Regions from separate parts of the Mus musculus genome. Here region 2 is linked to region 1. A link is a contact called in public HiChIP or PLAC-seq data. All regions are on one chromosome and are shown on one strand. Each heading gives the region's core, a stretch centred on a gene start, on an enhancer-like site or on the middle of the called end of the contact. The rest is flanking DNA. Distances are from core to core; before and after follow the strand shown. Region 1 holds the start of Casz1 (castor zinc finger 1). Region 2 overlaps Pex14 (peroxisomal biogenesis factor 14).

Region 1 (2,553 bases), core at 19-2,518:
TTCAGCCCCATGTCCTCTCCACACGCTAAACCCCCGAGGTCCTCCTCAGCCCACCTAGGGTCACAGACCCCGTCCAATCCTCTCCTATCCCTAGAGAGAGCCCCCACCTCCGGCGCCGGAGCTCACCGCTCCACCCGCAATCGGGCCTGCCAACCCAGCGTCCCAAGTCCCCGGGCGCAACTTCTCTCTCCGCGCACACAGTAGCCGCCACAACTCCCCCGGAACTTTTCCCCAGATCCAGGGCGAGCTTCAGCCGACAGCAGAGCGGTCGGAGCCAGTACCCAGCGTTGCGAGCCGGAGCCCGGGGGGGGACTCGGGGGTAGGGGGAAAGAGTAAGAAGCGCCACTTGCCGCGCTTGGAGCGGCGCACTTGAGATAAACTTCCCAGGCACAGATAGAAAAGGGGGCGCCGCTCCCCAGATCCCAGAACCCTCTTGCCTTCATTTTCCCACCCGGAGCTCCCCTTGGCACCCTGCGCCTACGCGAACACTGCCTACCTCTGCTGGCAGAACATACACCCCGGTGTCGGGGCACAAGAGCCGGCTAGAGGAGATCCCCACCCACCCCTTCCCTTGGGCAAAGTCTTGCAAAGTCACCCCAGGAGCCCCTCACCCCTGCCTCCTTCTCTCCTCCAGACAGCTCACGACCCCCCTGCAGCAGGAGGGGGCGTGGGAGAAGGAACGATCACCCAGTATTGGCAAGCACCTGCGCCCCCAGCCCACTGCGCGGAAAGCGCCCCCACCCTAGTTGCAAAGTCCTGTACTCGTGCCTGGCACCTCCCCCTCTTCTCCCCTACCCCGCCGACCCCTCAGTTGGAGTAAGTGACCCCCAGGAGCTGCAGCCCTCCCTCCACTGGAGCGGCTCGCCGGGCATTCCCCTGGTCACTGCGGGCGCCGCGCCGCCCCGCGCCGGGGTGCCAGCCCTCTGTGCCCCCTACCTCCCGTACAGCCGGAGTTGGGTGGCAGCCGCCGCTCGCAGGCTGGCTGGCTCGGTCGTTCGCTCGTTCGCCCGCTCCCAGCTGCAAGCGGCAACCCCGGGGGTAGTGAACTGCACCGGGACAAGGGTGAAACCTGGAGGCGCCCCAATAGGCCCGCAGAGGTGGAGGGCTTGAAGGGGCCGCGGTGGAAGGAGCGCCGAGTCTCTTACCTGCACTTGGGGCGGCTTTGGGTGACTTTCCAAGTCCGGGGAAAAATGTGTGTGTGTTTGGGATGGAGCGCCGCGGGCGCGCATGCGCGACCGAAGTTGCCGGATCCCGGATTTTTCGCTCCCAGTCTCCGCTCTCGCCCGCTGTGATTATGGAATTCTCCGCGGCCGAACGGGCGAGTGGGTGGCATGCAAAACCCGGGCCGGATCGCGGGGCTGGGCTCCGCTCCACCCTCACACCCCCAGACCTTCCCCTCTAGCATTCTTCCCACCCACCGCCAAGGCTGGGCTCCGCGTGCGCGCGCGGCGAGATCGGCCAGCGAAGCAGAATCAGAGCGCGCTGCTCCCTTGTGCGGTTCCGGAAGGTTTCTACACCCTCTGAATGGAGTTGAGACTGGGACAGAAGAAAGGGACAAGGGTGCGTTACTTTCCAGCTATTCTGAACCCTTTGACACCCCGAGTTTGGTTCCCACTTTTTCAATGAAAATTGGCTCTCTTTTTTGCAAGCCAGACTGTTAGAAGAGTCGAATGAAATCTTCCCTGTTTGATATTTTCTTTGCTCTTACTCTCTGCAAAGGGGAGTTTTCATTCAGCCCCTTATGCAAGAAATAAATCCTTAAGTGAGCAAGACAGGCCACGCAGAACAACCTTACTCTATGCGTGGGAGGAGGGCAAATCATGTGCATTAAAACGAGAATGCTGCAAAGTGAAAGATCCACGGAGAAAGCAGAGTGTCTTGGGGGAGACGATCCCTTGGCCTGGAGATGGGAGGTGACAGCCGTTTTCATCTCCCCTGAAGGACACTTTGCATCCTTGCAATACCCTAGCAGGGCCTCTTAGCTGTCTACGCGGGTCACCGGTCCTCTGGCCCTAACACCTGGTCCTTCCTCTCCCAGTCAGGCTACCACACCCCAGCATAGACTCAGCGATGATACCCATTTTGTTCCTACTGCAGAATTCAGGATGGAAATTCAGGAAGTGAGACCAAAAAAAAAAAAAAAAAAAAATCAAAGGCGAAGGACCCCCAGGCAAGATGAGTTAGAAACTGACCGCTGTAATAGGCAAATTATTAATTGCATAAATAAGCAAAAGTGCAAAGCATAATCCAACTTCGAGGTGCACTTTACACAGTGAGTTCTGCTCAGAGAAAATGCCGCCCACAATGCCCAGCCCTGCTGGGGACTGGGGCCTACTGGAAAGCTTTTGCTCTGCTTCATGACCCTACTGTCTTGCCTGGCCAGCGCTAGGACAGTCGCCTGCTGGGATGTGTTCCCTGCCCTGCTGTGAGCTCAAAGTTCATTGGTCCAGAGGCAAATGACCAGAGTCTGAGGCTCTCTGGCCCTGAGGTGGTAGAGTTCCTAAATAAAACCTCTGGGTCAGTGCTGTGAGGTGTCACACACTCCTCAGATGC
Region 2 (2,553 bases), core at 26-2,525, 180 kb before region 1:
GCCGTCTGATGCTTATAACTCTGGTTGCCTCTGTTCTCCAAGACAAGTCAGACCTAGACGGCCTTCACCCCCACCTCAGGGGAAATGGTAGGGGTAGCACTCGAAAATTATGTGTTCTCCCCCACCCCATTCTTCTTAAGAAAAATGACTCATTTATTGAAACTAAATCAAGCCCCTGCCTTTTCTGGAGAACTAGGTATATTGGAATTCCAGCCAGTGTAGAGTTATAGCACCAAATGAGAAGCAAGAGCCCGGAAGGAAGTGCCGATGGCATTGGAACCCTCACCTCACTGGTGGGCTCGGCTGAGGGAATGCAAGCTGGCTTTTATTAGGAGAATAGTCTTGGTAAAAGCTTGGGGCCAGAGGGCAGAACAGCCGGCAGAAGGTCCTGTTCCTTTAACCAGCGCCAGCTCTCGAGGCCGAGGCGCAGCCTGTAACTTGCTGTATATTTCCCCAGCGTTAAGCATTATCGTACTTGTTTATATTTGAAAGAGCCAGAAGGGAAATGAGAATGCAACTGAATGCTCCTTTTGGGAGAATTATCCTCATTTGCAGCCAGCAGCTGACAAGGCACATGATCCACCAGGTTTAGAGAATTCCGTGGTGTGCCAGTGACCAGCAGCCTGTGCTGATGTCGCAGATGCTGCTTCCTCTCCTCTGCAGTGGACTGGGAAAAGCACCGTCCTCCTTCCCGGCTTGGAGAGGAGAGCGGTGCCCCTTCCTATTTAGGAAGAGCCATCAGCAGTGACTGACAGGCGAACGAGCCCAAGAGGCACAGGCTCCGGGGATCTGTGTCCTCACTTTTACCTGGCTTGTCTGTCTGGCCTACTCCTGCTCTGGGGAGAAGAAACAACAACAAATGCATCCTGTTTGTGGCAAGCTGTGCAGGAAGTGGGGATGCCCTTGTCCTGCGCAGCCTGGGATGCTCTGCTGCTCTATCGCCTGACCTCCTTCCCTCTGGCTGGGTGAATGCCGACCCATGGCCCACGACCCACAGCAGGGCTTGCTTGCTTGCTTCTGTCTGGCTCCTGTGTGTGAAGAGGAAGTGCTGCTGCCTCGTGAAAGGAGAGAGGTCAAGGGCCATTTTGCGTAGTTGAGGCACTCCCTTGACCGTTTGCAGTGGGGCATGAAAAGTCTGAGGGATGGCTAGCATCGACTCAGGCCAATATGGTACAGGGCCGAGCTGTGCTCTAAAGCATTAATGTATACCACGTATTAGCCCCCAGGCACAGAGTGCGAGGCCCCACACTTTGAAGATGCTGATCCTCAGAACCGCCTTGTACTTCATCCACCCCCAGGGGCAAGTATACTGTGCTGTGGGCCTCTAATGGAGAGCTGCCGACCAGATGTGGAAAAGCTCTTGGCCCCGGTTTAAAAGCTCTGTGTTGTGGCTCTATTGGATATTGGGATTCCCGGAACAGCCTGGACCAGCTTGAGTTGTCTTCTGCATGCTAGCAGTGACCTCTCACCTGCTTTTCACCCTCGGCAGTAGATCTCTTTGTATACACCATTACTTCCCGAGTGGGCCCTGTAGGAATCTTGTTGCAAACCTGGGCTCTACACTTTAGTCCTATGGAGCCCTCCTCCTTTACCATCGGTCCCCCAGTCGGCCTCAGGCCCTCTGAATACCTCTCTGCTCCCAGCCTGCTAGGTTAGGAGCCTGGACTTTCACTGGCTCTCCCTTCCTTCTTGGCAAATCCTTTCCACATGCTATAACCACTGCAGATGGCGCCCTGCGATTTCCTGATGCCCTGTGTGCAGTGTAGTTTAGAGCATCAGAGGATTAAAGGGGGGTGGGGGGTGGGGGGAGGAACTAGCCAAAGGCGATCCAGGCAGCCTGGGATAGGCTGGAGCAATAGTCATCCAAGAGCGTGGGCCCGGTCTCGTTTTGCTCTGTTTTCTTGTTTTATTTTCTTCTTTACATTCTATATCCCATTCATACTAATCACAGTCAGTCCTGATTTTTCTTTTTATTTCTGCATTTGTCATAAAATAAAGCAAATTATTCCCGTCTTCGGAAACGATCTAGACTAATTAGTCGTCTCACCCAATAATTAGTTTTTTGTTTCCCTGTCTGTTTTCGTGCATTATTGTTAGTTTTTTCCCCTCTTTTTTTAACACCATTACAGATTAAAATGAGCCACATTTGCAGTTGATGGTATCTGTTTTCGGGGGAAGAATGGAGAATTGCAGTACGGAGCGACTTCAAAAGCAGCAATAAACTCAAGGATAAATTAAGGAAATTGAATGAGCCACATTTGGAAGCAGTGTTGAGGCTAATATTCTGTCGCTTAAGGTTAAATTGCGACAGAGAGAGGTTCCCAAGAATCCGAAATCGAGGAGGCAGCACACTCAAATGCAAGGCGCGCTCTGTGGCCGTCAGGGCCTGCTTGCAGAGGAAGATTTTGCTGAGGGTGGGTCGCTGGCAAGAGATACTCATGAGTGTCCTTTGCTCTTCTCTCTAGGACTGACAGACGAAGAGATTGACCTGGCTTTCCAGCAGTCGGGCACAGCTGCCGACGAGCCTTCACCCCTGGGCCCAGCTACCCCAGT

Evidence for each region. HiChIP or PLAC-seq counts read pairs in DNA pulled down with a chosen protein or histone mark.
Region 2: an H3K4me3 HiChIP or PLAC-seq map of embryonic basal ganglia shows a contact between it and region 1, with 2.6 times the contacts expected there. The contact joins the enhancer-like site here to the promoter of Casz1 in region 1. A contact is called at or near these places in 11 of 39 promoter capture datasets (the 3T3-L1 cell line, HPC-7-derived erythroid cells, cranial neural crest and 8 more), 1 of 484 Hi-C or Micro-C datasets (nephron progenitors), 13 of 115 datasets of contacts at active chromatin or transcription factors (VIP interneurons, craniofacial prominence, differentiating embryonic stem cells and 9 more) and 5 of 9 other capture datasets (adipose tissue, embryonic stem cells, embryonic tail and 2 more).

Annotation. Positions count from the first base shown.
Region 1 is chr4:148,803,107-148,805,659 of GRCm38.p6, reverse strand. Casz1 (castor zinc finger 1) reads right to left here and starts at 1,268. Exons shown (of 21, transcript NM_001159344.1): 1 at 1,146-1,268.
Region 2 is chr4:148,984,078-148,986,630 of GRCm38.p6, reverse strand. Pex14 (peroxisomal biogenesis factor 14) reads left to right here. Exons shown (of 9, transcript NM_019781.3): 4 at 2,466-2,553. Among named protein-coding and RNA genes, the nearest start is that of Gm17029, 25 kb to the right of the region's middle. RefSeq lists an enhancer at 1-1,897. Within about 2 kb of position 1,275, at least 22 of the 459 cell types and tissues checked have an H3K27ac peak or open chromatin away from gene starts, as enhancers often do. A contact at or near this core is called in VIP interneurons, embryonic basal ganglia and liver, where this site is marked.